Linked DNA regions of Mus musculus: regions 2, 3, 4, 5, 6 and 7 are each linked to region 1. The links are chromatin contacts, called in public Hi-C, HiCAR-type and HiChIP or PLAC-seq maps. All regions are on one chromosome and are shown on one strand. Each heading gives the region's core, a stretch centred on a gene start, on an enhancer-like site or on the middle of the called end of the contact. The rest is flanking DNA. Distances are from core to core; before and after follow the strand shown.

Region 1 (4,140 bases), core at 1,099-3,598:
GTTTCCAACAAGACCCGATGCCGGCATTTCAATAATCTTTTTTTTTTTTTTTTTTTTTTTTTGTCTATTGAACCAAACATTATATCATACAAATCCAGTCTTCAAAGCTTATCTTCACACACATTCTTCCCATTTCCCATCTCTCTAGCTTAAGCCTCAAATACCTAAAACTGGCACAATGATTCCAGTGTACCTTCTAGCCGCCTACTAAATCTCCTTTCTCTGTTTGCTTCCTCTGAATAATATTCTTCCATCTTCCTTTTCCTTACTCTGCCTGGTATAGACGTGGCAGCTGTCATTCAAGACCTTGGTCAACAGGTTTACCTAAGTCATAGATACTCTCTTATTCTCAACGGATTTCTATCACATCCCCTTCCCATTGCCATGCCTCATCAAGCTGTGGCCTCAGGTAGAATCCTGGCCTCATTCCTTTAACACCACTTCGAACAATGCCGTATTACACAATATGTGGGCTAGGCAAATGACCTAAGTCCTTGCTCTGACTAAAGTTCACAAAACAGCCCCAAACTTGTTGACCCTTCCAGTAGAATTAAGCTCATCTCTTTATGCTTGCTGAATCTGGTAATATTCTGTGTGTTAGCCTTCTTACAAGTCTACAGTGGCAACAGCTACTGACTTATAGGAGTATGGAGTGCTCGTCAAATATAAGAGGATTAGCCAAACTTCAGGTAATCATCATGACCCACCTCACTCAATGGCCTTTTTGATGCATATGTGTTTGCCAGTGTACACAACCTTTGGTGTGTGCTCAGAATTGCTATCTACCTTCTTGAAAGTGTGTGTGTGTGCGTGTGTGTGTGTGTGTGTGTGTGTGTGTGTGTGTGTGTGTGTGTGTATGTGTTTCCAGAGGCCAGAGGGGTCAGATATCTCTGGAACTGGAATTACAGGAGTTTGTTTGTGAGCCATATTGTTGGGGAGCTGAGAATCAAACTCTTGTCCTCTCAAGAACAACATGTGATCTTAACTGCTGAGCCATCTATCCCTTCAGCCCCCTGACTACCTCCTTGGAGACTGACTGCAAATGGCTTAAAGCTCCTCAACTAGACTAGACTTCTTTCTGTTCCCTGAGCGCTAGCATTTTGTATGAACTTTTGAAGATGCGACAAGCAAGCACTCTATCACTCTATAAGGAGGATGACGGGCTAAAGAGGAGTTCTTGGAAAAGAAGATGTGCTGAACAATTCCGACAGTAACGAAGGTGCCTAGGATAGAGGCAAATGCAAGGATTTAGGCTCCAGGAGTCGCTCTGGTCACCAGTCATCAGGAAACCAGCATCCTGCAGATTTATACTTCAGTACTACAGAACTAGGCCTGACCCTGTACTGACTTCTCAGGAACTGGGAGACCAGTGTCCACAAGGCCTCACTACTGGATAGCATTTCTTTTCTTCTTTTTCTGATTGGTTAGTTTCAGGAGCTGTGGGTTTCAGGGCAGACTTAAGTATATTTGATCTCTGTGCTCATTAGCGTGAAGAAAGGCTCAGGAAGTTGGTTAAACCCGAATTTTCACTTGCATCCCATTTCACAGACTTCTGAGAACTTGGGAGAAAATGTTAAGGTTATAGTGTTTGAGAGAATCTGATGAGAGAAGATTACAACACCTTGTCCCTCCTGGGGTCCTGTTTCTTGCATGGCCAGCAGCCATTGTTTTATCTTCACATGCCCTAAGCCTAGTGATTTAAGAATCCAGTGTTTTGTAGGTGGAACCTCTCTCTCTCTCTCTCTCTCTCTCTCTCTCTCTCTCTCTCTCTCTCTCTCCTTCCCTCTTTGTGTGTATGTGTGTGTGTGTGTGTGTGTGTGAGAGAGAGAGAGAGAGAGAGAGAGAGAGAGCCGACAGGAGAGGAGTAAAGACCTATGGCCCTCTATCTGTTCTTAGGAAAAAACAAAACAAAACAAAACATTAAGATGAGCCGAAAGCAGCTACCACCTAGAGAGGTGGCTTTGGCCCCGTTCCTAGGTTTCTTTTCTGCTCATTTCTTCCCTGGCTTTGTGTTAGGTACACTGGGGCAAGAGCAACAATTGGAAATGCAATATTCTTTATCTCCAGAAAAATATAGCGTGATAACATTTACTCTCCTCAAACACTTTGTCTTTTTTGGTGGTTTGTTTATATCAGGAAAGGGAACATCTCGGAAGTGTGTGGAGGCCATAAAGTGATTGAGAAAATAGGGACCTTTTGCTGGTAATCTTTCCCCTCCTGCCTAGTGGCTCGCGATCCATTCCAGGTTTTGCGGCCGACTCTGCCTCTGAATTTCGGCTGTGCACTGGGTAGCACGTTTCTCCCTCTCTCCCTCCCCTCCTTTCTCCTTCCCTCTTGCCTCCTGTGTCAGTCTCCAGGATTTTCTCTCTTCCCATTTCAAGAAGACTCTCACTGGCTCCCTCAGTCTATGTGAAGCTGAGGTTTCCCCTCGATCCCGTACATCTCCATCACATACCTCCACGCACACACCTCCCCGAGAGCCCCGCGTTCACACCCACAAACACGCGCGCTCACACTCGCGCCGGCCTGTCCATCTCCCTCGGGGTGGGGGGAGCCGGCGCGCGGTCCCACCTTCGTCGCGCACACTGGATAGGCGAGCTCGCAGCGCTCCACGACTCTGCGGCTCGGAACTCGGACCGCAGGGCTGAACACCCCTACTGTGGTGTTTAAAAAAAAAAAAAGACATTTCTTTGCCTTTTCCTCTTTTCTCCTCTTTCTCCAACGATTTTCTACCGGAGTGGCTAGCGGAGCCGGCAGCCTTCCCAAGGCAGCCCTGGTTGGCTTGCCATCCTCCATCTGGCTTATAAAAGTTTGCTGAGTGCAGTCCAGAGGTCTGCGCGGCTCGTCCCCTCGGCTGGCGGAAGGGGGTGACGCTGGGCAGCGGCTAAGGAGCGCGCCGCAGGCTCTGGCGGGCTTTCGGCTCGAGGGGCAAGGTGAAGAGCGCACAGGGAGCTGGGGGCTGCCGAGGTGGACTTGCATGTTGCACCATGCCTTCTTGGATCCGGGCTGTGATTCTTCCTCTCTCCGGGCTGCTGCTGACCCTCCCGGCCGCGGCGGACGTGAAGGCTCGGAGCTGCAGCGAGGTCCGTCAGGCTTACGGTGCCAAGGGATTCAGCCTGGCGGACATCCCCTACCAGGAGATCGCAGGTAAGCGTGGGCCCCGGGCCCGCTGCAGCCCCGAGAGGCGGCGGGGCGCCCTCTCCCTACCCCCTGTTGCTCAGTTGGTGCTCACTTTCTGCGGGTACCTCCCAGGGACCCCGCGTCCCTGCATCCAGGCGGCGGAGGCTGATCCCGTTTTTCGGGCGGGAGGAAGGTGTGCGTGCCCGCCGCCTCATTGTGTGCACACGCGGGAGCACCCTCGTCCCTCGCCCCTCTCTCCCTGCATTTGCTCCCGCGCCCTGCTACCTCCGTGGCTGGCCTAGAGCCTGGCCCGGCCGCTGGAGCAAAGGACGGTGGAGTGAGGACGGCTAGCGGAGGCAGAAAGCGGAGCCGGGCGCCCATAGCATCCCCCTCGCTGGGGCAAACTTGGGAGAACTGCGGCCGCAGTTTGCTCAGCGCCACCGTCTGAGTGGCGCCTTCTCCACTCCCGCCTTCGCGCCGGCGGGGGCGGTGGAGAGACGCGGAGATTCCCCTACTCAAGCTCTCTGCTCTCCAGGTCCTTTCCAGGGACTGGGCGCCCGGCTCCTGGGCTGGGGACGGGCCACTAAGGGGACCCATTGCTCGGGTCTCTAGGATCTGCACGTTGGAGTCCCGAGGCAGTTGGAGGAGGTGTCTTAGTACTCTGTCTGCTTCAGATTTGGGGCGGACTTTCCCATTAGGGTGCCCCAGTGCTTCCCGGACTGCGGTTGGTCACTCGGGCTGAGGAGACAACCGGGCCACCCGGCGTGGCGCCGGGTCCCGAGCATGGCCTCCCGCTCTGGCCGGCTGGTGCACGCGGAGCCAACTTAAGCAAGTGACCCGATGGGGGCGTTCGTCTCCGGGGTCTGCACTTCAGGTTCTCCGGCTCTCCTGGTCACAAGCATTCCTTCCTCCCGAGCTCTCGAGCCCCCACCCTCTGCCGGAGCAGCAACTTGCAGAGCAGCCTGGGTGTGTGTTTTCCAGCTCTTAGCGCCAACCGACTCCTAGCTTCTTTGGGGCTCT
Region 2 (4,180 bases), core at 684-3,183, 850 kb after region 1:
ATGTGGCTGGGTAGGAATATAGAGTGTAGGATTGAACTAGTGTATCGCTGCTAAATTTCGTGTGATTAGCTGCTTCGCCATTAGCGTGTTAGGAGATAAATAGCTCTTTTTCATGGGAAACAGACACTTAAGTACTTCCGAATAAAAGACTATAATCTGTGCAACTTACTTCCAAACAGTATTCTATGTCTTTGTTAGTGTGAAGATTTTAACATATATACGTTTCCCTATGCATGCACTCAAACATTATTCGCATAGTTTACGTGATGGCTGCAATCATAACTCAGTTATAAATGGTGCATACCTAGCATGCTCAAGGCCTTGGATTCAATCTCCAATATTGCAAAAGAGAAATCATTTGAGTGGCACATATTAACAAATAAATATGGATGTGTGTGCAGCTGAATATATTGATATATATGTAAATATGAGAAGCAAGAACAGAAAATTGTTGCCAACTGTGGATAAAAGGAATACAGTATCCCTTGTACTATTTTCCAATTTTTCTGATCATTTGGTGTTAGTTCCCAAAATGCAAGAAACTGTGAAAGACTGGGTTTCACATACTTCCTTCATACGTTATGAATATGCACAATATTAAATGCACATTAGTACAGATGTGGCAATTGTATAAGAAGTGAATGGATGCTGGAAACCTTACGCGAAGATGGCTAATGTTGGGGATAATACAGATTTCCTTCAACTGATGAGAGTTTGGTACATTCTGTGACAGTTTTAACCACACAGGCTCGCTAAGCATAGCACTGGGCTAATAGGCTTTGTGTGACTTGAAGCAACCTTGGGTTGCAGTGGGAAGTATCAACCAGGTATAGCTTAAACTCCCATGTGAACATAAAAGGATATTCAGAGTTGAGGTAGCAGACTCGGTAACTTGGGAGGGAGAGTAATGGCCTTCGAAATGGACTCATGTTTGAATGTGCCAGCATTTGGATGAAGTTGGGTTAAATCAGTGGACAAGAAACCATCTGAAGCTGGGGCGGGGGGGGGGGGGATCAGAAGCAAGTTTGAAGGGAAGCAAAGAAATGAGACTTATCTTATGATTTATAAAAATCCAATTCTCCCTGCCCCAGCCTTTTGTGTCCCTTTTATTAATAACTGGGGCAGTGGAAGTTCCCACAGGGAAATCCTTTTCAGAGTTCCAGATGTTGAATTGAGTCTCCAAAGGAGGCTGGTGAAGGTAACAAATTGAGTATCTAAGGAATACAATTGGGAACGAACCCAGATAATGGAAAAAATGAAGTTCCTCTGGACTAAATTCCTTCATACACAGAGCAGAGGCTTAGGTGCTGGGTCCATATTAAACAAGCAAGCAAGCAAACAAACAAACAAAAAACAACTCCTTGTACCATAAGTGGGAAGACATCTAATTCACACCAAAAGTATACCTACCCTCATATTGTCTCCTTACTTTACCCTTCAGAATAAACAACTAAAGTGCTTATTCAAGAAAATTAAGTTTGTATACAGACAAATGCTCCATTGATTGTTAATTTCTTTTACGTAGCGCATACTTGCTCCTACATGTTCTATATTTTACACTCAGGCTGCTCAATCCACCCCTGAAACGTATGCCACGTCTAGGGGAGACAAAACAGAGTTAACAAATAAATGCCCCCCCACCCCACCCCATTCTCTGCTTTTTAATCTTAGGGACAAAACCAGAGCACTCTATAAGGAACAGAAGGACTCTGAATGGTTGAGACTTCACCTTGTGCTGGCATGTTGCCACATGTTACGGATGAAGCCCTGGCCTTCCTAAAAGTGCCATGGGAGTCCTAATAGCCCAGTGTGTTTGGCTTCTCATTTTTATATGTCACTGGGAAGATGGAATGCCAAGAGCCCAGCTGGGGTCTGGGCTTAGAGTAGCTCAGGGGAAGGAGTACCACGTAGTCAATCACTTCCCACGCGAGCCGGATTGCCCCCTGAAGATTAGTCAGTGTGCCTGTAAAACGCGGGTCCATGTTTCACTGTCCGCGAGGAGCACAAGACAAACAGGCTAAATGTTTGTGAGGCTGAGACACACTAAGGGGTTGTGGGGTATGTGTCCCTCCTGCCTAGCCAGAACCTGCCTTAACAATTGTGGGGCCTTCGCCTGGTCACCGAGGAGCAGAGGCCCACAGGCTGCTCACCTCATTAGAGCCTTGTCTGATCTTCCATTTTCCTCTCAGGGACTGGGCTACAATCGCATCCAATTTGTGGGCTCAGGCCACTGGTTGAAAGATTTAAAAAGCCTAAAGCATGGGGTAGCAAGTACCTAAAGGCGTACAGAGTCAGCTGTTGAGGGAGACAATCCATAGACTCTGTGGGATCCAGAAATGAAAACTAGAAGTTTAATCCTTCGGATGAGAATAGTTTACCCAGTGCTCTGTTGGGAAATGTTCTGAGAGATGTAGCTGATGTTGTGGGATTCCTTCTGTGTGTTTCTAATTGTGTGCAGAGCCTACAACTTCCCACTGTGTGCACAGCCTACAACTTTCCACTGTCTGCACAGCCTACAACTTCCCACTGTGTGCAGAGCTTACAACTTCCCATTTTATGCAACTGCAACCACCCGTTCACTTTCCTCCCTGTCACACTGGAAAGGAAACCATAATTTGAAGGGTTTGTTAGCAACCCCGCTACCGTTTCCTAATGTTTTGTGTAGTTGTTAATGACCAGAGTGCCGCACAGGAGGCCTTTGTAACAGAGCTGTGTCACCACAGGGATTGTGCAAAGTGCGTTTTACTTAATCACAGCCACCAAAGATGAAAAATGTCGCGTTTCTTCAGGAAACCCATGAGGCTGTAATTCTAAAATGCCACTAATGTATCGTGGAGCATGAGGAGGCTTCCATTTCTGGCCTCTCTTTTATCCCCTCCTTTAAATGCTTTGGGCAAAAATAAAAATTTCTAAAATGGCATTGTAATAGCAGAACTTGCCACAACGGGAACCATACTGAATGTGCCACGGAATATAGAAACAGAACCCGGTAGGTGTGGCAGGAGTGGTCACAGTTATAGACCAGGGTGTAGGGAGAGACCCATGTGCAGTCACCATCGTCTAGTGGGCTGGCTTGCGCACTGACAGGAAAATGATTTTAAAATGGCAGTTCACAATCCCTGAGATCAAATATGCTGGGGTGTGCCTGGTTGTTTCTGTCATACAATGAGGTCTCGGTACCCAAGCCTTTTATCTCTTCAGTGGGTCTCAGTTGCCAGCCCAAGCTGTTGCCCACAGCAGGACACTCCCCACTGCTCCCTCGACCAGTCTCATCTATTGGCTTACTGCTAACTAACAGGGGCTCCTTGGCACCTGTGTTCTTTAGCTGACCTGCTACATTCCCACTGCAGTTCAGCACCTCTGTCATCAGTCACTGAGCAAATGATCTAGGAGAAAGACACTCTGAAGGTCAAGCCAGCAGAAAGGAGACTTTGACATATGGAGGATACAGTCACGCATAAAGCAGGATGATGCTTTGGTTCACGTCGGGATCAGTTAGACTCCTGTTAGGACCTGCAAGTGTGACATATAACTGCATATATACATTTGAGATTAGTATATTCATATGTACTATATATCCATGTGTGTATATGCATAAATACATTCAGGCATTTATTCAGTCTGCTGTTTTTAGCATAAGTGCAGGAGGTGCAATTAAATTTGAATTTCTGATAAATTCATAATTTATCTCCTGCAGTATCATGTAATCATGCAACATCATGCGATATCTGAAATATAATGTTACTAAGAGTGTTGTTAATCTGAAATTAAAATTTCGTAGGACACCTTACATATTTTCTTGTAACCCTAATACATACACATGCATGTATATTTACAGACATATGCATATATGTGTATTGTGTCTTATATTTGTTATATACACACACATCTATGCCTCTATATCTGTATTTGCATGAGTATGTACATGTGTGAGTGTCTGTGTTTGTAGCCAGAGACACACAGTCTCTCTCTCTCTCTCTCTCTCTCTCTCTCTCTCTCTCTCTCTCTCTCTCTCCCCTCTCTCCCCTTTCCTCCAGGAACAAATCCAGGAGAAAAATCTAGAAGCGCAAGTGTCCAAATACAAGATATGACCTGAAGCCTTATTCTTTCCGGTCCCTCTTTGTCACTGTTTTCTGTGTGTCTCTTCTGAACAGGCAGGGTAAACACTGGCATCACCATG
Region 3 (4,249 bases), core at 1,696-4,195, 930 kb after region 1:
AATAAGTCAGAGAAGGGGGCAGTGTGTAGGAGAAAGTGAGAGAGAGTCAGCAACTCGCCCTGGCCTGCCACTCATGTCTGGCTGAATCGAGGGGCCTCTGGTATCTGTAACCAGCATTGTTCCTCATATCAGGAAGGCATTAGACTGCGTGGACTTGTGGTTTCAGGAATGTCGATAACCTCAAACTACCAGAACTTGGTAGAAGAAAAGGAACTGTCTGTCCATGCATATTTAATAATCAAACTAGGTGTGGTGGTTCACACCTGGGAGCCAGCACTCGGGAGTGAGGCAGTGCTATTGTGACGCTGAGGTTACCAGATGCCCTTAGCTCTAGCCATAACTGGGAAACATTGAGACTTGCCGGGCGTGGTGGCACATGCCTTTAATCCCAGCACTTGGGAGGCAGAGGCAGGTGTATTTCTGAGTTCAAGGCCAGCCTGATCTATGGAGTGAGTTCCCGGAGAGAGAGAGAGAGAGAGAGAGAGAGAGAGAGAGAGAGAGAGAGAGAGAGAGAGAGAGAGAGAAGTTGGCTTCTGATCCCCACACCAGTGTTGTGATACAAGCAGGTGCGGTGCACTCATACGTAGAGTTGATAAATAAATGTGATTTTAATACATTTTTAAAATGAAAATCTGAGGCAAGAAGTTTGCCAAGAGCACAAGGCCACCGGCCACCGTGTGAACGTGAACACAGCCTGGGCTGGTGTGAAAACAAAATAAAACAAAGAATTAAAGAAGAGTGTACTAATCAAGGTGCCACAATCGCTTTCTTTGTTTCATGTCAGCATTGCACTTAATGCCAAAGCAGAACAGGGAGCATGCTCATAAAAAGACACAGAAAAGCACCTTAAAACCCACAGAGGATAAGTTGCCCAGAGCCTCAGAGTCTGGGCAGGATGACTTCTGGCTTTAGACCTCATACATTTCAGAATCACACTTCCTCCCAAACAACTATCTCCCGACATACCACAGAGCCCATCCAAGAAGCTAAGGATTCAAAGAAAACTCAAGGGTACCATACCAGGGACAAGAGGCAAAAGCAGCAATGTGAGCATTTAGATAACCTAGGAAGGATGATACTGGATCGTGATGCCCTTGTGGTCACTTATGAATCATCAGGGAATGCTAAAGAAGAAATCGATTGGTGTGTGTGTGTGTGTGTGTGTGTGTATGAGCTTAGCTAGGATAAAAATATAATTTCTTTATGCTTTCTTGTTCTATTTCGCCTATTAAAATAGTAATGCACTTGGAATATAGTCAGTAGATGACACACTGGGCACTCCTGAGCACGAACAGTGTCCAAGGGGGGCTGGAGGATAACATGAGAAGAGCCAGCGTGTTGGTCCAAGCTCCACAGTTTCAATCAAAGGAGTTGCTTTCCTTCTTTGAGTTATTCTGTACCAACCAATAAATCACTTGTTTGTTTGGTCTAAATGAATCTACTGGAGCATCCAAACTCTGTTGAAGCTCGAGAAACATCCAGATAGACAGTTCTTCTCTCAGGGAGATCTGCACCCCTCAAGTTCTGTGCTTCATCCTCAAGGCAGAGACTGATGGGTTGCTGTGAATTATTTGGACAGTTAAAGCTACAAATGACATAACAACTCATTCATATGGAAAGTAAGTCCTAACAATTTAAATGAAGAGTAACAGTTAGTAGCAGATACTTTGATGTCTATCAAGTTAGTGATTTACAAGTCCTATTCTTTGTGGCTTGTGATGTAACTAAACACTTCAGAATATAAAATAGCAGTAAGACAGTGCTTACATGAATATATTGTATTTTTATGAAATACAATGTATCATTCTCCTGAAAAGAAGCTGCCTGGAAAAGCGTCCTGTGGATTCTAATTTTTGCACTGTGCAAGGACAACTGGTGAATCCTTCCCTCCCATGATTTGCATTTTCTTTTTCAGTGTCAAAGCAAAATAAGCCTCTTGTTTGTGCTGGCTTCAGATTAAATTAGATTTTATATTTGTTCTCTCCTCCTCTTGCTGAATTTGGTTTCAAAGTAAACAGTTATTTTCATTAAAATCTCTCTTTTGGCTTTAGTTCTTTAGTTCTTGTCATGTTTCTGGGTTGCTCCCTGGTGTGGTGTTCTTGTTGAATATGATATCCGTTCAGTGTACTAAATTGTTCACTTCCACTCTGGATTGCCCCCCCCCCCTTGTGATCCTCTGATTTCTTTAGTTAAACTCAACTCTTGTCAGGATCTGATCCCATTCAAGGTATTTTGGGTGCTTGATTGGCAAAGTTAGATAAGGAATGTTGCCAATCTGCTGTTTGTTGACTACCGACAAATTACAAAGAAGAAACAAACCGGATATTCATCACAATAATTATCTTGAAAGCTAGCGGCTAGCATGGAGTCTTGGAAAACAGTGGAAACAAACTTTTGACCCAGCCCAAAATACCCACATTCTTCTTTGGGAGGGGCAGGAGAGTTAACCTAGCAATAACCTTCAACTGAAACAAAGGCAGTCCAGCTTTTCAATTTCAAGCTCAAAGAACTAAAAAGTTATTTCCACCTAATAAAAAAAAGTACAATGTGATTTTAAATTCCCACCCAAACTCTTCATCTATGTTAGAACATATCAAAAGCCACCCAGGGTCCATTTATCCTATAGCCACTGCTAATAAAATTTCATAGCATTTGTGGCCGTAACATGGAAGGGGAGCAGGGAGGGAGGTGTTAGGGTGGAGAAGTGGGTAGAAAGCTTTTATTAGATTTCTAGAAGAAAATACAGGACAATTTTTGAAAGTTTGTTCCAGTGCTAACTTCACACATGCTCAGTGAACACCTCTCAGATGCCAAGTGCAGTCCTCTCTCTGTATTTGTGGGGACAGGTTCCAGGACCCCAGGATGCCAGACTCTGCAGGTGCTTAAGTCCCTTAAGGAAGATTGTACATTTGCATGTAACCTACAAATACCCTCCCATCCATGGTAAATCACCTCTAATTTACTTACAATAGCTCATCCAATGTAAATGTTATGCAAATCGTTGTTACACTGTATCACTTAGCAAGTAATGAGAAGGAAAGATGGTTGCACGTGTTGAGAAAGATGCAAATGTTCACAAAATCATTCCCATCTGAGGTTGGCTAACTGCAAACATGGAATCCACATATAGGGACCAGCCAAATACACTGCTGTAGGGTTTGGGGCTCAGGAGTGAACAAAACAGATGGCAGATGATCTCTTGTCTCATTATGGTTGTGTCTGAAAGGTCCCACCAAAGACTCATGTTTTAAACACTTGCTCTCCAGTTGGTCGTAGTATTTAGGAAGATTATGGAAGCTTTGTGAGGTAGGTGGCTAAGGGCAAGCCGGTAGATGATGTACCCTGCTCCCATTTCCTGGTGTGTTCTCTGCTCCCTGGCCTGCCTTGGTGTGAGCAGCCTCTGCTGCATACTCCCTTTGCCATGAGCTGAACAACTCTGCCAGGCCTTCTGCACCACAGTGGACTGACAGCCCTGAATCTATAAATCTTTATAAATTCTGGAAACTGAGTTTAATCCACACAAGTCACATGATGGTGGAAGGAGAGAACTGACTTTAGAAAGTTGTTCTCTGGCTTTCAGTCATGCCCAGGGCATCTACACCTACACACACACACACACACACACACACACACACACCATATTGTAAGAACTAAACAAATAAAACAAAGGACAATGAAAGTCCTACCATTTTGAAGATTGGCCACACATCAAAGAGAAGGTGAGAGAATAATGTAATAATGCAGGCAAGGACTGCTGGGCACATAATAGAAACAACAGGCCGAGGATGACTGAGGTTTTATGGAATTAAAAAAAGAAGCTACTTTAAGAATTTCCTTTGCTAGGAGAAAGTAGAGTGGTATTCTGTGTCAATATTCCCAGGAGAGTGTTCTAGAAAGAGGGAACCATGAGTGGAGGGGGAGGGGACACACAAGGAGACAGGGCCAGCAAAATGAACAAGGGACAAAAAGAAAATGTGGTCAGCCACATTCTGGGAGTGACCTTCAAGTGGAGAAAAGCTATAAAATATGGCAGAGACCACGAAAACACATTTTAATGTGATACATTTGAGTGTACAAAAACAACAAAAGTATTTGCATATCAAACACCACCAGAATTAAAATTAAAAAAAAAAAAAAGCTAGGGAAAAATTGAAGGTTTTTATCAGAAAAGGTCTTCTTTGTTTCTTAAAATGGGAAGTTCTTTATCCCAACAACAACAACAAATAAACCTCAGAAACACAAAAAGAAG
Region 4 (3,909 bases), core at 245-2,744, 730 kb after region 1:
TTTGAGTGGCCAAGTAGTTAAAACATAAAACATGTCTTCGAAGTCAGCAATTCTTCATACTTTCATCCAAAGCCTTTATTCTTGATAAGATAGAATCAAAGAGGCCATCAGCCTGTTCTGGGGGAGATCATTAATAGTACCTGAAATTTCAGAAACTGGAAAAACATGATAAGGTTTTCTCAGCAACTGCTAAAGATGTACTTTTCTGCTGGAATCCCACATATTTCCATCTATAGTACAGTTTGTTAGAGCAAAGTTAATAATTTGTTCTAGAAGAGATTTTTAATTCTATTCAAAGGGCTAGGGGAATGGCTAGATGGTTAAAGTACTTGGCCCATAAAAATTGGCTAGAGTTCATGTCCCCAGGACCCAGGTTAATGGCAGACAGACATGAAGGCCTACCTGTAACTGTAAAGCTCAGAAGGAGGAGACAGGGCATCTCCAAGGCTCGCTGGCACGATACTCTAGTTTCATTGGTGAGCTCAGGGGTCACTCACCGACACTCCCTCAATGAAATGGATGGCAATTGTGGAAGGTACCTAACATCAACCTCTGGACTCCTCATGCATGACTACACGTGCATATAAACCTTCACATAGCAGGCACACACGTGAACATACATATACATACCCATGCATACCATGCTCACATACATGTGCCAAAAATGTGCTTACTTTGCCTTTAAATTTTATTAGTGTATGCTGATTGTACAAAACCATGGATGTTTTACCTTTGCATACGTGTGTACAATGTGGTTTTATAATGTTCACCCTCCTTCTACCCTCTCTTGGTTTTCTTCTCCATCCCAGTCCCACTGGTCCCTTCTTCTCCTTAACAATCTCTCCGCTACTTTCATTTCTCTTTTTAAAAATATAGTTTGTGAGTATGTATATTTTTAAAGATATTTATCCAAATTTGTTCTATTGAAAAATAAGAATACCCAGAATATTAATTTTTTTGTTAATTTTACCAGAAAGTCCAAAGTCCATTAAAACTAATATAATTGCCCATACAATGGTGGTCAAGACCTTTAATCCTAGCTCTCTAGAGCAGAGTCAAACCAATCTATGAGATCAAGGCCAGCCTTTTTTACACAGTGAGTTCTAGGTCAGCCAGGGCTACAGGGAGAAAAACCCTCTGGGAAAAGACAAACAAACAAAACCCCACGAACGCAAAACAACCACAAAAAGTAAACTAATACAGTCTCTAAGACTCTGTGTGTCTCCGTATTGGCCATTGCAACTCTATCCAGGAATGTGTCTGCCTCATGAGTTTCTATGACATATTAAGTAGCATAAAATGACAAATTAAGTCCAATGAAGGAAAGGGCCACATTTTGTTTTCTATCGCTAGCAAATGCAGAGCAAATCCTGTACTCACAAGAGAAACACATTCACTAACAACTTCCCATGTGAAATATGTCATATCCTTAGCCTGCTTTTCCTGTGTGTAGTGCAGAGGAGGTTCTTTGAATAAATGTTTGAATGTGTGGCCTTCAAAAGAAGCAGGCTTACTGGATGAAAGAGAATTGACAGAAACCAAATGTGTCTAACTGAGCACATGGTCTCGATCACACAAAGACCAGAAGAAATTAAACAGGACAGCTGATAAAAGACAGAAGACCATTGAGTTATATAGATTTTAAACGGAGACCAGCTTGATTCCAAATGCACCGTAGATAAAGCCAGAGAGTCAGTTAATTTTATAACTTCACTTAGTATCTGAAACACACCCGCAGAGAGTATGACAGCTACCTCACAGGCCTGTAAGTAAAGTCTAATTTAGATCATAAATAACTCAAACAAATCTTAGCAGGAGTTGCACTGGTCTTTAAATAGGAGAAAAATACTGTAGACAACTATTTCTTAAAATGTTCACTTTGCAGTGAAGCACGTTCCTGATAGGCAGGAAGGATGTCCTCCAAATTCCATGTAGCTCACTTTAGGAATTCAACATCGGTGTTCAGTTGTCCACTGCATTTAGTACAGCTTTGGGGACATAAATACTTCAAGTAAGCTAACCAGGATGACTTGCTGACTTGTTAGGTCACTCGCCTTCCAACTAGAGGGGCCGAGCTAGTACCCACCAATGTTTAATCACCCTCTCTGTGTCTGCCAGAGAAGGTTCCTTCAAGCCTTGAGTCATTCAACAGATCAGGGTTAATGTTCTTGAACTTACTGGAGCTAGCTGAACAGTTAAGCAATTGTTGTTCCCTGGGACTACATGTTATGGGAATTATGAAATATGTCCTAGATGGTTGCAGGCACAGCCAGACCCCTGCCAGAATCTGGCACACCATTTTCATATGCAAAAGCAAAAAAAAAAAAGAATATATGTGTCACATACCCTATTGCTGTATGCCCTGAGCAGTTCCAGATGACCTTTGGTCTGGATGGCTGACTATAGATCCACAGAACCAGCCAGCCTCACCTGGAATCAGGCAGCGCTCGCCTAGGGACTGGCAGTACCGGAGCATGGAGGCCAGTGGGCACAAAGTGTTGTTAATAAAAACATGTGCAGGGAAGGCCCGTGGGCACACAGTGTTGTTATTAGCACCTGCAGATCTGGGACAGAATATTTTTTGATGCTTTCCCTACCCATGATTATAGCAGAGCATTGGCTCCTCCTCTGGGCTTTCATTTCACCAAGCTGGAAACAACGAATAAATCCCTTTTTGTTAATGAACATGTAATGAAATTAGATTTGAAAAATGAAGATGTTTCTAGATACTGAGCCTTGATCACCTCAGACACTGGCTGTTGTCTCTGAGTGGGTCATAGGTTACACATCATTTCAAAGCTCACACTAATATAGTTTTAGAAATATAGTTCGGCACAGACATTGGATCCTGCCTAAGGACCGGCGCCTGATGTATCTACAGGACATGATGATCCAAACAAGAAAACAAATACACCAGATACACTCAGCATCCTGGATGCAAGTAATTAAGGTGACTGCTGACCTCTGAGCCCATGACGGAGAATGACAGTTGGGAAACATAAAGAGGAGTCGCTGAGTTGAGACCTTGCTGCTGGGCGATGAGTTTTCTCTTTTTACTTTGGAAGTATAGGGCAGAAATTGGAAGTGAAGCCACATGCCAAGGGGTCCAGATAAGTTCAGAATGAAAGGGAGACAAGTCCCACTTGCTTGTTGCCCCAAAGCTTGCTCAGCATGCTTTCAACCACAATGTTATTTCCCAACGTTGATGCTCAAAATGTCTTTAGGATTTTAAGCACAAGGTTTAGCCAGAATTCTTGGCTCAACCTTAGAGAGTACTCTTGATTAAAGATTTTTTAAATGAGACAACAAAGACATTTACATTTTGTTTACTTTTTTTTTTTTTTTTGAAGGCAAGAATCTCTTAACTTTGAAGGCTAATCCCTGGATTAAGCATTAACATGTTGTTCATTTACCCACACAAACACACTTATAGCCAGGAATCCCCTCCTCTTGTTGTTTAGGCAAAATAACAATTTCTAGTTTGGGATTAACATGTATTGTTCCCAAACTCATTAAACCCAGAGCGCGTGCATAGAAGGAAATGTGTTTATTCTCTAACATTCTGCTATAAATCCCCTTCTCATGCTTCTCACTACTGCTCTCTCAGTGACTGAGCCTCAACGGACTGTCTGTCACAGCCAGTTCATAGGTACCAATGTGGAAGGAGAGAAAAGGCGTTCAGTATAAAAGGGAATCCAAACCCAAGCGAAGATGTGCATCCTGGTTTTCCCATTTCCTTCTTAGATTCTTTAGCTGTCGTGGCACAAGAACTATTCCTGGATGGCTAATAAATGAGAGAAATTAATTCCTGGAGGTTCTAAGGGATAGAAGATCCAGTGTAAGAGTGTTGCTAGGTTAAGTTGTCTAGAGAGTAACAGTTTCCTGGGTGGTAGCTAAGCATCTTCTCTT
Region 5 (4,131 bases), core at 338-2,837, 720 kb before region 1:
GAGGGAGAGAACAGCAGTGAGAGCTCTCAGTGTCTTTATGTAGGTAGTGTGAATTGGTTTGTTGCTCTTATTTGTTATATGTTAATTTTAATGGTTGCATTCAGTATTCTAGACAGGGATTGCTATATAAATATATCATGAATTACCACTATCATAAATGATCAGACCTATTTTTTTTCCCAACTCTCTTCCACAATGTTGGCTTTTCTGCTGTGCCCGATGATCCTTTGGCCTCTTCTATTTGAATGTAATGATCTGGTTGCTGAGCCCACACATCCCATACAGAACAGTGTTTGACATTCATCTAGAGCAGATCTTTCTCCTAAGGAGACAGGCAGGTTCTGATCTCTTCAGGCAAACCAGAAAGTCTGCATGACTTGGACATAGACAGAAGACAAACAACTGAGACGCCTTCTAAGACTGAGAATCCTAATCCGTCAAAGGACCGGCCCTCTGAGCACAGTGCTGATGCTCTCCCTCCATCTCACCCAGTGGGAAAAGCAAGAGATGCAGCTCCTGTTGCCAAAGGAAGACTTGGAGGGTAAAGAGAGCTGTAGCTAGTCTTTATTTTTATTCCTTCAGTGCTTCATTTCCTTCATTCCTTCATTTCCAGTTTTGTTGTCCTATTGACCTTTTCACATATGTTCTGGAAACCCAACAGGCTCAATTCTTCTGCTTCTGTCTGCAGAGTCCTGGGACTTCAGATGTGTATGGCCATACCCAACGCTGAAAGAGTCCCCATCTTCCACCCTTCTGTTTCCTCTTAGAGAAAAGTGGGACAGTTGGTTCATTTTATACATTTATTTCTGCTTGTTTTGTTTTGGAGACATGCATGTCTCTAATGGCCCAGGCCTACTTTGAACTCTGAACCCTCCTCATTCTACCAGCCAAGTACTGGCCTTAATGGGATAGGTACTACGCCAAGATCTATTTTATTCTGATCATGGTGTAATGACTTTTAGAGAGTCCAAATAAATAAATAAATAAAAGGTGAGGTCAACTTTTGCACCCTGGCATCTGTAAATATGGCCTCCCAAGTAAATAAGATCTTTACCGATGTAATCGAGTGAAGGATGTCAAAAGAGACCATCAAGAATTTAGGACCCTATTTCTAATAGCTAGTATCTTTGAAAGAGAAGGAAATGGGTGACTTCAGATGCAGTCAACTAATGTAAGAAACCCATAAGCATGTGAAATTGGATGAAAAAAAATTAGAATCATTCTGAAACAAGCCAAAAAGTACCCGCCGCCTCCAGGAACTGGAAGGAGTGGGGAAGGGTTCTCCCTATAGCCTGTGAGCAGAACACAGCCCTGCCAACACCTTCCTTTGGACATCTGGCCTCCAGAACTGTGTGGGAATGCCTTTCAGCTGTTTAAAGTCACCAAGTGTGTGGTAATTGGTTGTGGCAGCCCTAGGAAACTAATATAAATAGAATCCCATTAACTTCCTGTCTTTCAGAAGTCCTCCAAAGTCTCTACGCCACCCCATAAACCCTGGCCCCACATGAGTCTCAACTCCACTGCTCATCTTCCTCATTGTGTTTCTTCTGCCTGGGACAGACGCTAACGACTCTCAGGCTGAACTAAAAAAAAATTTCAACAGTGTTTAATATTTAACTCAATCTCTCCTCAATTTTGCCTGGGTGTCCAGATTCAGGCTGGAGTGAAAAGAAGCATTCAACTATGAGAAAAGAGATTTAATTTCAGTTCTGCGACACATGGAGTATGCATTCCCTGGTTACAGCAGTGGATTGAAAGACATTCAAAATGAAAGCCAATCAAGACGGATGGGTTTGACAGGTTACTACCTCATCTTCGATGGCCCCCATACCATTTCACCCAGAAAGGCATTTGTGTGTGTATTTGTGTGTGTGTTTTAAGTTCCTAATTTCTCCACTGGCATTGATTCATAATCTCACCGCCCCTACTGGCCCCCAAATACCTGATATTCATTTTAATTTTACTCGGACTCAGTACCAGCTATAACATTAATTTTTAACATTAAACCTTCAGAGACAGTATGTGCTTTACAAAAGCCTTTTACTCTTTCTGCCCTCCAGCAAAAGTCATGTGTTTCTGCCGGGGAAGAATTACTTATGTAAATGGGAAGAGGGCATCTGAAGGCAGCCAGCACCTTGGAATAGGCTGGGTGGTCACATGGGGTTTTCTTCATTAAGACATTTTAAAGTTTAGTTCTCAGTGTGAAGATAATTTAAATGGAAGGGATTTTTGTAACTGGCAATGACTAAGTTCCCTGTGCATGCATGAAATTTTACAAATGAGAAGCTGTGTGGCACACCCTCGAAAGGAAGGTGCATGGCTCTAAAGCAAATGAACACTCCTTAAAAAACTCCCTTTGATGTCACAGCATTAAAAATGAATAACCCCGAAACTATAAGAAAAATTAGAACAAGTAAAATATAATTTAATGAATCCCTGTGTGATCAGAAATCATAGTTCAAATCATTTGATTTCAAGAAATACCTTCTATTCCTTAACCTTAAAACTAAAGTTAAGAGCCTGCTCAAGTCACATGACGTCTGGTAAAACTTTCAGATAATTCAACCGCACATGCATCTGTGTCTCCAAAGAGTCCGTCTGTACTTTCCCATGTCAATCAACAACTAGCAATCTATACCATTCTCTAGTAAACTCTCTTAACCCATGCTTCCTGTCCCTACCGAGACCGCAAGCTCCGGAAGTGAAGGTCCCTCTTGAAGCTACTTTGGTAACCTTTGCTTTAACAAATGCCCTCCCCACTTTCTTTCTCAATTGATCTGATGTAAACTAAAATGAAATAGATGAGCTGTATGTAGTTTAAGGTTTTTAACCATCTGATTTCCAACAGAAAAGGCAAATGATACATCTTTGATATAAAAACTGCAACAGGTATCTATCCTTAGTCACCAATCCCTCAGAAATCCATGCAGGCCCACAGAAAGTGAACACCCAACCGGCTACATTATCTTTTCAGCTCCCTCGTTGTTGGTCTTCCTGTTCTTTCCTGAGTGTCATTATGAAAGCTTGTCTCGGGACTCATTAACAAGGCCTGCTCTCAGCTGTCTATCTCCCCAGTCACCAAATTTGCTTCATGTCAGAGCTGGCAAGCTCATAGTAGCTACCACTTGGACGACTAACACAGGCTCCAAATACTGTCCCTGCAGGTAAATATAGACATGCATGTGGATGTATGTGGACTTCCTACTAGTGATCTTGAAATTTTTATATTTTTAGTCTTATTGTACAAACTTTAAATATATCAATTTCATAGAATACCTAAATTCAGATTCAAATACAATATCTGTAACTTGCTTCCCAAATCCGCATATTATGAATCAAGTCACATTGCTTAGATACCAAATTTGTATTTTCATTTGATAAAAAGGTGTAGTAGTGGACACCTTTAAACTCTGGGGTAGAGTACCCCAGAAGCAGAAGCAGATAGATACTTGAGAGTTCTAGGCCAGTTAGGGCTACCCAGTTGAATCACTTGTCAACAGATATAGATATAAATATAAATAATATAGATAGAGAAAATTAAAATTAGAATAAAGTAAGGATTTTAGATTTCAGTATCTAAAACATTTACTTTTATTAATGTAATTAGTACTATATAAATCACAAAATAAAGAATCTAGTGAAAGCAATGAGTGAAGGTTGTCAGGAAAACAGAAAGTGACACAGAAAGTGACACAGAAGAAAATCCTGAATACGCATTGGGAAGATCATGAGGATGTCTGAAATTTGCCACATACACCAGATTAGCAATTCACAGTACTCCACTTGCTGCTGCCTGTAATGTACTGTAATTAAATTTATGTAAAGTGTCCAAAGGTCAGGTTGGAACTTTTTAAAAAAGATTTTGCAAAGGAACATAGTTATCAGCCAATGAGAAAAGATGATGCAGCCAGGCAGTGGTGGCACACTCCTTTAATCCCAGCACTTGGGAGGCAGAGGCAGGTGGATTTCTGAGTTCGAGGCCAGCCTGGTCTACAGAGTGAGTTCCAGGACAGCCAGGGCTACACCGAGAAACCCTGTCTTGATAAACCAACATGGGAAAAAAAAAAAAAAGGAAAGGAAAGGAAAGAAGCATATGTAAGACCATACTGTGTGCTGTTGGAAAGGAAAGGA
Region 6 (4,215 bases), core at 379-2,878, 910 kb after region 1:
TGTCGAGAGAGACACAGGAGTCTTATTACAACCTGTTTGTCATTTTCATGGTCTAACTTCCAGGACCAAAGGAGCATAGCAAGATTGCATCGGGGCCTGTGAGGTGTGCCAGTTGGCAGCTTCTCTTATGTGTACTGCGCTTGCTCAACAGCTGTGTGTCAGTCTGTCCTTCCGTGTGGTGACAGTGAACATGAAGCTCTTTATCTGCTCTTTTTTTTTTTCAGGTAGATTGATGTATGCGCATCACTTGCATTTCAAAGGTCATTAATTTCCACATTAGCCTCTTGGATTGGTAGTGCACAGATTGATGTATTGATGATTTGGTCCTTCATTGATTCTGTATCACCTTTAACTCCAGGACTCACGGAATCTTTCCCACCCCAACCCAGCAAGCAAACTGCAGGAATACCTACAGATGACAGAACCTAGATTTTGTCCTTTCTAGGAAATTCTAACGACCCTGTATGGAACCAATTGCAATATTTAGTTATATACTTAAAGTGCCTTTGGCATATGTCGGCCTTTTACAAGTTGTGTTTAGGGTCTGCGGTATCTAATAATGTTAGCCTGTAATGTCCTATCGGCATCGACATTTCAATGTAATTAAGGATTTCCGAAAATTCTTTTCAGACTATTTCATGAAAGAAGTAAGTTCCCCTCTTCATCAGGATTTATACTTGTTAGTAGCCCTTTTAGAAATCATCTCATGGTTAATTATCATAAACCTCTTATCACTGGTGTGATATGGCAATGACAGCCAAGCATCCATCTCCACCTGCGCAATAGACCACGCCACTTCCTAAATGTAACAACAAAAGGACAAAGCTTAATTGCCAGACGTGACTGATGTTATTGACCCCTTTAGAATAATTAGAAACAGCTGAAATATCTGCTAAACCCAACAACTACGTTAGATAAAGCCGGTGAGCATTTGACTAAACAAGAAGGTATAATACGTTCTAAACTAATCATCTTACTGCCCATTGGTAATTTTCAGAGTAACATTAATTACGTCTTCTTGAGACCTCGGCAGTTTCCTCTACAGAGTAAAGTTATCTCCGTCACTGGAAACCCTTCAGCTCTGCATCCTTGTGTTCAAAAACTAGGTAGCCAACTATGACATCCAGACAGCACTTGAAAAGGAGGAGATGGCAAATAAGGTGCCAGCATCCATTTTAATCAATGTTTGAGGCACTCAAAAGATTCCAGGCTGTTTAAAAATCCAGGACTACTCAGAACAGGGTCACAAACATCACTAATCAAGTCAGTGATTATTTTGTTAAGTAGTTGAAAGCCCAGCCAAGCCCAGGCTGGAAATGAGGAAGCACTCGGTCCTTTGAGTGCTAAACTAATACTGGTTGTGATTTTGCAATGTGAGGGGTGAAAGGACTTATAATCAAGGGTCATTATCATCATCAAAGCTCCTGTCTGTGATCAGCCCAAGACATGCACATCTCTTAATTAAAAATAAATGGCTTTTGCTTCATCAGAATGCTAATTTCTTTATAGTACACCCACTCTTACAAGAATCCTATACTCCATTTGGACAGTAGGTTCTCATACATGGCATTCTGGAGAAGGCAGAGACAGAGAAGCGATGTGTGGAACCTCTGGCAGCCTCCGCATCAGAAAGATCCCTTGGCGTCAGCCACCCTGAGCAGGTTCCTTTCCCCTGTATTCTCTCCCCTCTTCTCCACCTTCTCCCTGTCCCAGAGACTTCCTTCCCTGCCTCTGCTCTTTTGCCTATATGGCCAGCTGCTCCGGGGATGCAATAAACCCCATGATCATTGCTACAGAGGGAGACAGGGCCCAGGTGGTGCGGAGAAGCCAGGAGGTCCCTTGCATAATTGGGCAGTGCCTGGGTGACACTTGGCCTTTTAGTGGCCCAGACCAAAGAGGATGTCAGTGCCAAAGCTTGATTGGATCAAGCGGAAGAGGAAGGGATTTCACCCCAGGTTTCTGCTTCTTGGCAGTCCTCACGTCACTTGGAACTTGCTGGAGATGCACAATCTCTGTTTCTACCCTAGAACCACTGTCTGAGCCCATATTATGTTGCCAAGCACAGTGCCACTGAGAGGTAACTTATAATGACTGAATATTGGTTTGGGTTGGAAGTCTTGGACCTTGATGCTGCACCATCCCATGATTCAAAGAAGCAGTGCATGGGAGTCAGAGGATGCTCGAAGGGAGCTGAAGTAATTATCTTATCAGGAACTCTCTCCAGTGACAACCAATCCACTCATATGGTGATGGCCTAAGTCCATTCATGAGAGCAGAGTGCTCATGATCTAATTACCTCCTAAAGGGCATTCTACTCAACACTGATACACTGGAGAAATTACATTTCCAAGCCATGAATTTGGAGGACACATTCAAACCGTCATCCCTCCTAAATCAAAGCCTATGGCTGATAATATGAGCACAAGAGTTTCTGAAGCAATGGGAGAAGGCAGGCATCAGTGAAAACAGAGTGGAATTCTCAACAACTAAATAGTTATTGAGGTAATCATCGTGATTCATCTTGGATTTTATACATTAAAGTTGCCCCCAACTCTGATAGAAATCCATGGACATAGGCAAGAAGGAGTAAATATCATGGGAAGTGGTCAATGTTGTAAGGTGTGCTTCCCTAATGGACAGTAAGAGTCCGCTTGCAGCAGAAGGTCTCTAGCTCTATATGGAATATACGAGGTTCTGGATAAATTAGCTGGGAGGATTGACAGGGACCTTGAAAGATAAATCCTGTATTTTCACTGCATGCATCAAATACGGTAAGGAAGATACACAAAGCAGTGACTTAGAGCAAAATACCTACCCTAATATCAGAGGACCAACAGCGGGGGCATCAGCGGGGCCAGGCTCACATAGCCACCCCAAGAGTGACCAGTCACTGGCTTGTGCCCCTTTCAGTTCAGATGCAGTTCATTAGTCTGTGAGCTTACAACTCCATTATCATTCCAGGCTACAAAGAATTGGAAGAAGAATATTGTTGCCATTTTGTCCAAATGACAAAAATTAGAATAGACGCATGCTAAAGGCACTTTTGAAACAAAATTTTTATAGGTAAGATACAAAGGACTGAAACCAAGAAGCTGACATGATACATATCATTCGTGTATGTAAACAACAGCGCCTCTGCCCATCTCAGAAGGTAGGAGCAGCTTTCAGCTTCCTGTGAAATGGACAGCAGAACACCTGCTCCTTTACCTGTACTTCTCCACGCTGTCTGTCACAGGGCACCTATGGCCAATGACTTGCCTTTATTTCAGTGTGCCTTGCAGAACTCTGTGTGTGTGTGTGTGTGTGTGTGTGTGTGTGTGTGTGTTCATGTGGCTACACATATGTGCAACATGTGGAAGCCAGAGGTCAACCTCAGGTGTGCTCATCATATAGCATCCAAAACCAGGACAGAGTCTTTCACCCGTTGCTACCCTAGCAAGTAGGCTAGGCTGACTGGCAGGTGAACCTATCTTCCTATTCCCAGTACTGGGGTTACAAGCAGATGCTACCATGCCTGGCTTCGTACGTGGGTTCTAGGGATCAAACTCATTACCAACTGAACTACCCCTCAATCCCCTTGTCAGCCCTTTTTGGGGAAGTAATTAGAGCCTGAGTCCTGGGAAGATTCCTCTGTGGCAACCTTGCCTCTCTTGAAATTCCTTGACACCAAACAGTTCTGAAGAATATACCAACGTCAGTCTCAGATCAGCAGACTTGGAAGTACAGAGACCCCAGAGAATAGGGATTTAGCCACCCATGAGGATAGCCACCTCGGCTCACCCTGGATCCACCAGCTGTTACTATTAGTAAGGGTTTTCTTTTCTTCTGTCTACCAGCAGCTTCTAAACCACAAAGGCAAATCCAACCTAATTAGTTCCTACCCTACTGAGTGCCAACAGCCCTCTTTGATGTTATACACACCTTACTGATGGCCTTGCTTAAAGACTTGGCAAGAAGGATCGCCACTCCCATAGTTAGATACTAAAACCACACCAGGGTGCTGATGGGCACTGGGACACACCACAGAGTACTAAATTGTAATTTAAAAGTGTTGCCTGTGTACATAACAAGTGTCCTTTGTTTCAGCATTAAATATGCAGACTAACTGAGTCTCAGCCTACTCATTATTGCAAAGAAAGTAAACGCTGATGCTTTCTTAGGAGGGTAGAGATAAATAGCCAACCATTGCAGTGCATGCCCAATGCTTGGAAGGTG
Region 7 (3,792 bases), core at 762-3,261, 890 kb after region 1:
TTAGATCAAGTGGATCTTTGGGTGACTCTAAAGCTCAGGTCATGATCTCCTCTTTAGGACATATATTCCAGGACCAGGATTTGAAATAAATTATACAAAGTTATGGTTTGATCCCCTGGGGAACCTAAGTTAACTCAACAAAGTCATCACTGTGGTAGCAAAAGTTTTGTCCGCACCTGTAATGTGGTCTTCTTTGGCTTAAAGTTTTCTTCGTTCTAGAAGGGCTAGGTCCTGCAGCAGTAGCAATGCAACCCTGAGACTGTGGTAGCTTTTCAGACAAATGTTTATATTCACTCAGGCTGCATACCCATCCCCTGTCATCTACATTTACCCATGTAATTCCAGAACCCAAGATGGTGAAAATACTGCCAGCCTTGAGCATGGTCAGTCACCAAGGTAGTGGGTGACAGACCCCTGTGGGATGCTACCAGCAAGTAATGGCTCTAACTAGACTTGGCATACATCATTTGACTCCCAAACTCTCAACAGCCAATGATAAGAACCCAAGACACACCATTAAAGCATGGCTGAAAGAGAAAGACCTAGGGATGTACCGCGGGCGGCATAGAGCCGATGGGAAAAAATACTAAGTGATTATATGACCGTAATCTCAAGTGTTCCATGGGCCAAGGTTAATAGAAAGCAAAAGGGGACAGGGTCCTAACAGGGCTGCTTCCGTTCCTCTAGGCAGCGGCTGCACTCATGATTCAAACCTCTGGGTGTCTAGCAGTTCCATCCTCTGCTAGATGATGCTGGTTTTGAAAACTAATGAAGTTTCTGTGACACTGTTTTGCCACAACTTTGTGATATTGAAGTGTTCCTAGTGTATTTCTCATGCGTTGAAACAGTTTTATTATTTTGCAGTAGTTATGCCATAGCATGAAGAAACCTTACAAGAATTTTTTTTTCATACTGAGGGCCTCATTCGAAAAACAGGCTTTCCTGAGAGAGAGGACTGCCTTTTCATGAGACTTTGTTTGTCCTTCGTTATAATGACAGACGCACTAGAACGAGGCCAGAAAAGCATGCTTCATCCTTGGTGTCTGAACCATGTAGACCACTTGTTTCCCAAGAGTTGAGAACACCCCAGAGGGAGGGAAACAACCTGAAAGAAAAGGAAGCTTTTATATGCTCTCTGCGTGTACACGGACACTGAAGAATATTCTCTACTCTTGGGAAACTTGCTGGCAGGAAGCCATCTAGAATTCAGGTGGGGTTTGCAGAATACCTTCTCCAACACACAGACATTCTCTGGGGTTTTAAATGAAAATGTCTAGACAGAAAAGTTTAAAGTTTAAAGGGGAGTATTTCAAAATGCAGTTAGCAAGTTTGGGAGGGGTGGGCAGGCAGCTACGAACGCCGGCGAAGGAGACACTTACATAATTTGCAGAAAACGAGACATGTCTCTAAGAGTGTTTCCCCGCTGTATTACTGGAACGTGAAAGTCTAAATATGGTAATGTGAGGCACGGTTGAATCTGGTGGGAAACAAAATGTGCTTCCTTTTACAATCCTACAGAGGGAAAGCATCTTGGCAGCTAGATGAGACTACAGGAGAATGAAGATTCATGCCAACATCAGTCTAAATTATTCTTATGGAGTGATCTTCACCCCAAACACAGGTCGCACTTAATATACTGTTACTCAACAGCCTTTTCATTATTCTTTTCATTAACTTTTCCTAATTGTTTCTAAGTATTATATGCCTTTAGTGGAATAATCTTATTTTTATGATCTCAGAGAAAGCAGATGGGGGGATAATTACAACAGGTATAAGCTGGCTCTGTGGGTGTTTGTTTTCCAATATACACGGAACCTTGGAAAGGGCTGCTTATCAAAGACTGTTTCATGTAGAAACAGCCTGGGAATACGTGTTGGTATTTCTTTCAGTATTGCCATTCAGCCCTAAATGTCTTAATTCCCATTTTACAGTTGCTCTGTGAAGCATAATAGGCACTTGAAGCACGTAGCTTGAATAGGAAAGAAACTACAGAAGCCAAGGAGGAATTTAATTACAAACTCCACTTCACCAAAATTGCCAGCAACAGACTGTGCGGCTGTGCAAAGGCTCAGGTTCAAATGGGGCAGTGTGAGGAACACATTTGCAGTTGTGAGCCTCTCCCCCCTCAGCGATACAGTTAAAAGGACAAGCTACCCCGGCTTCTGACAAGTAGGTCCCATGTGGCTTATGGTGAGAAGGAGAGATAAGAAGATGCTGATCCAACTGGGGATAAGGATGTAAATAAAAAGGTGACTCATGGCCAGAGAAGAGAGGCTCTTCAGCCAAATTTACCTGAAAACCAGCCGTGCTAGTGATGGCTTTAGAGACAAGACAACATCCTATCACGGTAATATGGTGGCGCATATTCCTTAGTGTGGAATGAATGGCATCCAAGTCACTGTCACAGGAAGATGTAGGAAGAAAGCCAGTGGAGGCTTCCAAAGAGTCTGAGTTTGGATTTGGCGGGGGTAAGGAACTAGAAGACTCTGAGCTTCTATCTCTTCGGTGGGAAAATTGTTTTGTGTCTTCTCATAGAACTACTGGGAAGAATTGCCCACTAAAAAGACTGAAAACACTCACTCCCTTGATTTAGCACATCTAGAAAGAACATCTAGTGCTGACATTCCTTACTTATACATCCCTCATGCCAACTTAGGAGGCTCTCCAATGCCTTCCTGAACTTCACACAAAGAAACGGAGGCCAAACAGTACACTGAAACTATGTGAGGAGTTGAGGAGTCGACCCACCACGGCTATCACTAAGATGGTAGATTCTCTCTCTCTCTCTCTCTCTCTCTCTCTCTCTCTCTCTCACTGGCCCTGCATGGGCCCATCTGTGATTCTAGAAAGCCTGTAGGGCAGGAAGAGTCTTTCTATCACCCCTTCATTTCTCAAACAATTCCTGGATCATTGTCATTGTTCCACAAGCTATTTCTTTTCATTTTGTGCACTTAGTGGGGAATCCGCACAGAACTGTAGGGGACTTGTCAGAGTCAGAAGCCGAATCCATGAGCTAACACCTATTGCTTTAGGCCTAGTGATCATCCACGTCTCTAAGAAATGGTAACAGAATTACAGATAACCAGCCACCATGTCTTCAAATGCTCACCACAGAGAGCAGCATGTAAGTGCAGAGTAGACAGTGAATGATCGGCAGTAAGTATGGCCTCCCTTTAGGAGTAATCTTCATGGCATACCGTATAACAGCAAAGCCCATTGAGTCCTCACAATAGCACAATAAGAGTGACATTGTTATCTCTGTGGTTCCGATGAAGACGATGAAGCCAGGCTGGGTCAAATGTTAAGGGAGAAACAGATATGAAGATCTTCCTAAACATTCCCTGGGACTTAAGACACCAAAGAGATACTTTTAAAAGTGTGTACGGTAGCTAGCTGTGTCCCTATAGATATGTTGTCAGAACCATGGTTGAAATGGTCTCTGTTGTGATCCTTAGAACCCAGAACAAACTCTAGACTGTGATAGGTATTTTGGGAAATTTCCAGTAATTTGTTGAGTGAGTGAGTGAGTGAGTGAATGGTAGTGATCGCCATGTGCATGTCACTCGGTGGATCCAGTGGGACCACTCCAGGGATCATCAGGCTGGTGGCAATCAATCACAAAGACTGTTTGCTGAGACAATTCACTACTGCAGAGACAAGGAGAAATCAGCTATAAGAACGGCAGATGTTGTTAAGTAGGAAATTAAACCTGGTCATCTCGGCCACTGGCCTTGGAGGCATGGTTCAAAGGCACACACTCAAAGACAATTGGTAGTGTGTGTCATTGCTGCA

The links. Hi-C and Micro-C count contacts between places; a contact is called where the count stands out from the background. HiCAR-type assays count read pairs that join an accessible place to other places. HiChIP or PLAC-seq counts read pairs in DNA pulled down with a chosen protein or histone mark.
Region 2: a HiCAR-type map of astrocytes shows a contact between it and region 1, with 4 times the contacts expected there. The contact joins the enhancer-like site here to the promoter of Gpc6 in region 1. A contact is called at or near these places in 6 of 39 promoter capture datasets (the 3T3-L1 cell line, embryonic stem cells, hippocampal neurons and 3 more), 2 of 484 Hi-C or Micro-C datasets (cerebral cortex and nephron progenitors) and 12 of 115 datasets of contacts at active chromatin or transcription factors (astrocytes, craniofacial prominence, embryonic basal ganglia and 8 more).
Region 3: a contact with region 1 is called in an H3K27ac HiChIP or PLAC-seq map of embryonic stem cells, with 4 times the contacts expected there. The contact joins the enhancer-like site here to the promoter of Gpc6 in region 1. A contact is called at or near these places in 4 of 39 promoter capture datasets (embryonic stem cells and liver), 14 of 115 datasets of contacts at active chromatin or transcription factors (VIP interneurons, craniofacial prominence, embryonic forebrain and 8 more) and 2 of 9 other capture datasets (embryonic stem cells and pancreatic islet).
Region 4: a contact with region 1 is called in a Hi-C map of the N1E-115 cell line, with 9 times the contacts expected there. The contact joins the enhancer-like site here to the promoter of Gpc6 in region 1. A contact is called at or near these places in 5 of 39 promoter capture datasets (3T3-L1-derived adipocytes, hippocampal neurons, liver and 2 more), 2 of 484 Hi-C or Micro-C datasets (3T3-L1-derived adipocytes and the N1E-115 cell line) and 12 of 115 datasets of contacts at active chromatin or transcription factors (craniofacial prominence, differentiating embryonic stem cells, embryonic forebrain and 9 more).
Region 5: an H3K4me3 HiChIP or PLAC-seq map of embryonic limb bud shows a contact between it and region 1, with 5 times the contacts expected there. The contact joins the enhancer-like site here to the promoter of Gpc6 in region 1. A contact is called at or near these places in 5 of 39 promoter capture datasets (cranial neural crest, hippocampal neurons, liver and 1 more), 16 of 484 Hi-C or Micro-C datasets (the N1E-115 cell line, Sertoli cells, cerebral cortex and 8 more), 9 of 115 datasets of contacts at active chromatin or transcription factors (craniofacial prominence, differentiating embryonic stem cells, embryonic hindbrain and 5 more) and 1 of 9 other capture datasets (pancreatic islet).
Region 6: a contact with region 1 is called in a Hi-C map of the N1E-115 cell line, with 5 times the contacts expected there. The contact joins the enhancer-like site here to the promoter of Gpc6 in region 1. A contact is called at or near these places in 4 of 39 promoter capture datasets (frontonasal cranial neural crest, liver, second pharyngeal arch cranial neural crest and 1 more), 4 of 484 Hi-C or Micro-C datasets (the N1E-115 cell line, cerebral cortex, cortical neurons and 1 more), 11 of 115 datasets of contacts at active chromatin or transcription factors (VIP interneurons, embryonic basal ganglia, embryonic forebrain and 8 more) and 1 of 9 other capture datasets (pancreatic islet).
Region 7: a contact with region 1 is called in an H3K4me3 HiChIP or PLAC-seq map of embryonic basal ganglia, with 4 times the contacts expected there. The contact joins the enhancer-like site here to the promoter of Gpc6 in region 1. A contact is called at or near these places in 7 of 39 promoter capture datasets (the 3T3-L1 cell line, 3T3-L1-derived adipocytes, frontonasal cranial neural crest and 4 more) and 13 of 115 datasets of contacts at active chromatin or transcription factors (differentiating embryonic stem cells, embryonic basal ganglia, embryonic forebrain and 10 more).

Annotation. Positions count from the first base shown.
Region 1 is chr14:116,922,949-116,927,088 of GRCm38.p6, forward strand. It overlaps Gpc6 (glypican 6), which reads left to right and starts at 2,349. Exons shown (of 9, transcript NM_011821.3): 1 at 2,349-3,147. The coding sequence starts at 2,988.
Region 2 is chr14:117,776,213-117,780,392 of GRCm38.p6, forward strand. The region is part of intron 4 of Gpc6 (glypican 6); the gene reads left to right. It overlaps Gm52111 (a long non-coding RNA gene), which reads right to left. Exons shown (of 5, transcript XR_003951115.1): 3 at 3,450-3,532. Among named protein-coding and RNA genes, the nearest start is that of Gm52111, 4.3 kb to the right of the region's middle. Within about 2 kb of position 1,934, at least 52 of the 459 cell types and tissues checked have an H3K27ac peak or open chromatin away from gene starts, as enhancers often do.
Region 3 is chr14:117,850,051-117,854,299 of GRCm38.p6, forward strand. All of the region lies in intron 4 of Gpc6 (glypican 6), which reads left to right. Among named protein-coding and RNA genes, the nearest start is that of Gm52110, 58 kb to the right of the region's middle. Within about 2 kb of position 2,946, at least 4 of the 459 cell types and tissues checked have an H3K27ac peak or open chromatin away from gene starts, as enhancers often do. A contact at or near this core is called in embryonic stem cells, where this site is marked.
Region 4 is chr14:117,649,942-117,653,850 of GRCm38.p6, forward strand. All of the region lies in intron 4 of Gpc6 (glypican 6), which reads left to right. Among named protein-coding and RNA genes, the nearest start is that of Gm52111, 130 kb to the right of the region's middle. Within about 2 kb of position 1,495, at least 12 of the 459 cell types and tissues checked have an H3K27ac peak or open chromatin away from gene starts, as enhancers often do. A contact at or near this core is called in 3T3-L1-derived adipocytes and the N1E-115 cell line, where this site is marked.
Region 5 is chr14:116,207,849-116,211,979 of GRCm38.p6, forward strand. All of the region lies in intron 7 of Gpc5 (glypican 5), which reads left to right. Among named protein-coding and RNA genes, the nearest start is that of Gm52093, 670 kb to the right of the region's middle. Within about 2 kb of position 1,588, at least 17 of the 459 cell types and tissues checked have an H3K27ac peak or open chromatin away from gene starts, as enhancers often do. A contact at or near this core is called in craniofacial prominence, embryonic limb bud and liver, where this site is marked.
Region 6 is chr14:117,833,958-117,838,172 of GRCm38.p6, forward strand. All of the region lies in intron 4 of Gpc6 (glypican 6), which reads left to right. Among named protein-coding and RNA genes, the nearest start is that of Gm52111, 53 kb to the left of the region's middle. Within about 2 kb of position 1,629, at least 1 of the 459 cell types and tissues checked has an H3K27ac peak or open chromatin away from gene starts, as enhancers often do. A contact at or near this core is called in the N1E-115 cell line, where this site is marked.
Region 7 is chr14:117,809,085-117,812,876 of GRCm38.p6, forward strand. All of the region lies in intron 4 of Gpc6 (glypican 6), which reads left to right. Among named protein-coding and RNA genes, the nearest start is that of Gm52111, 28 kb to the left of the region's middle. Within about 2 kb of position 2,012, at least 12 of the 459 cell types and tissues checked have an H3K27ac peak or open chromatin away from gene starts, as enhancers often do. A contact at or near this core is called in embryonic basal ganglia, where this site is marked.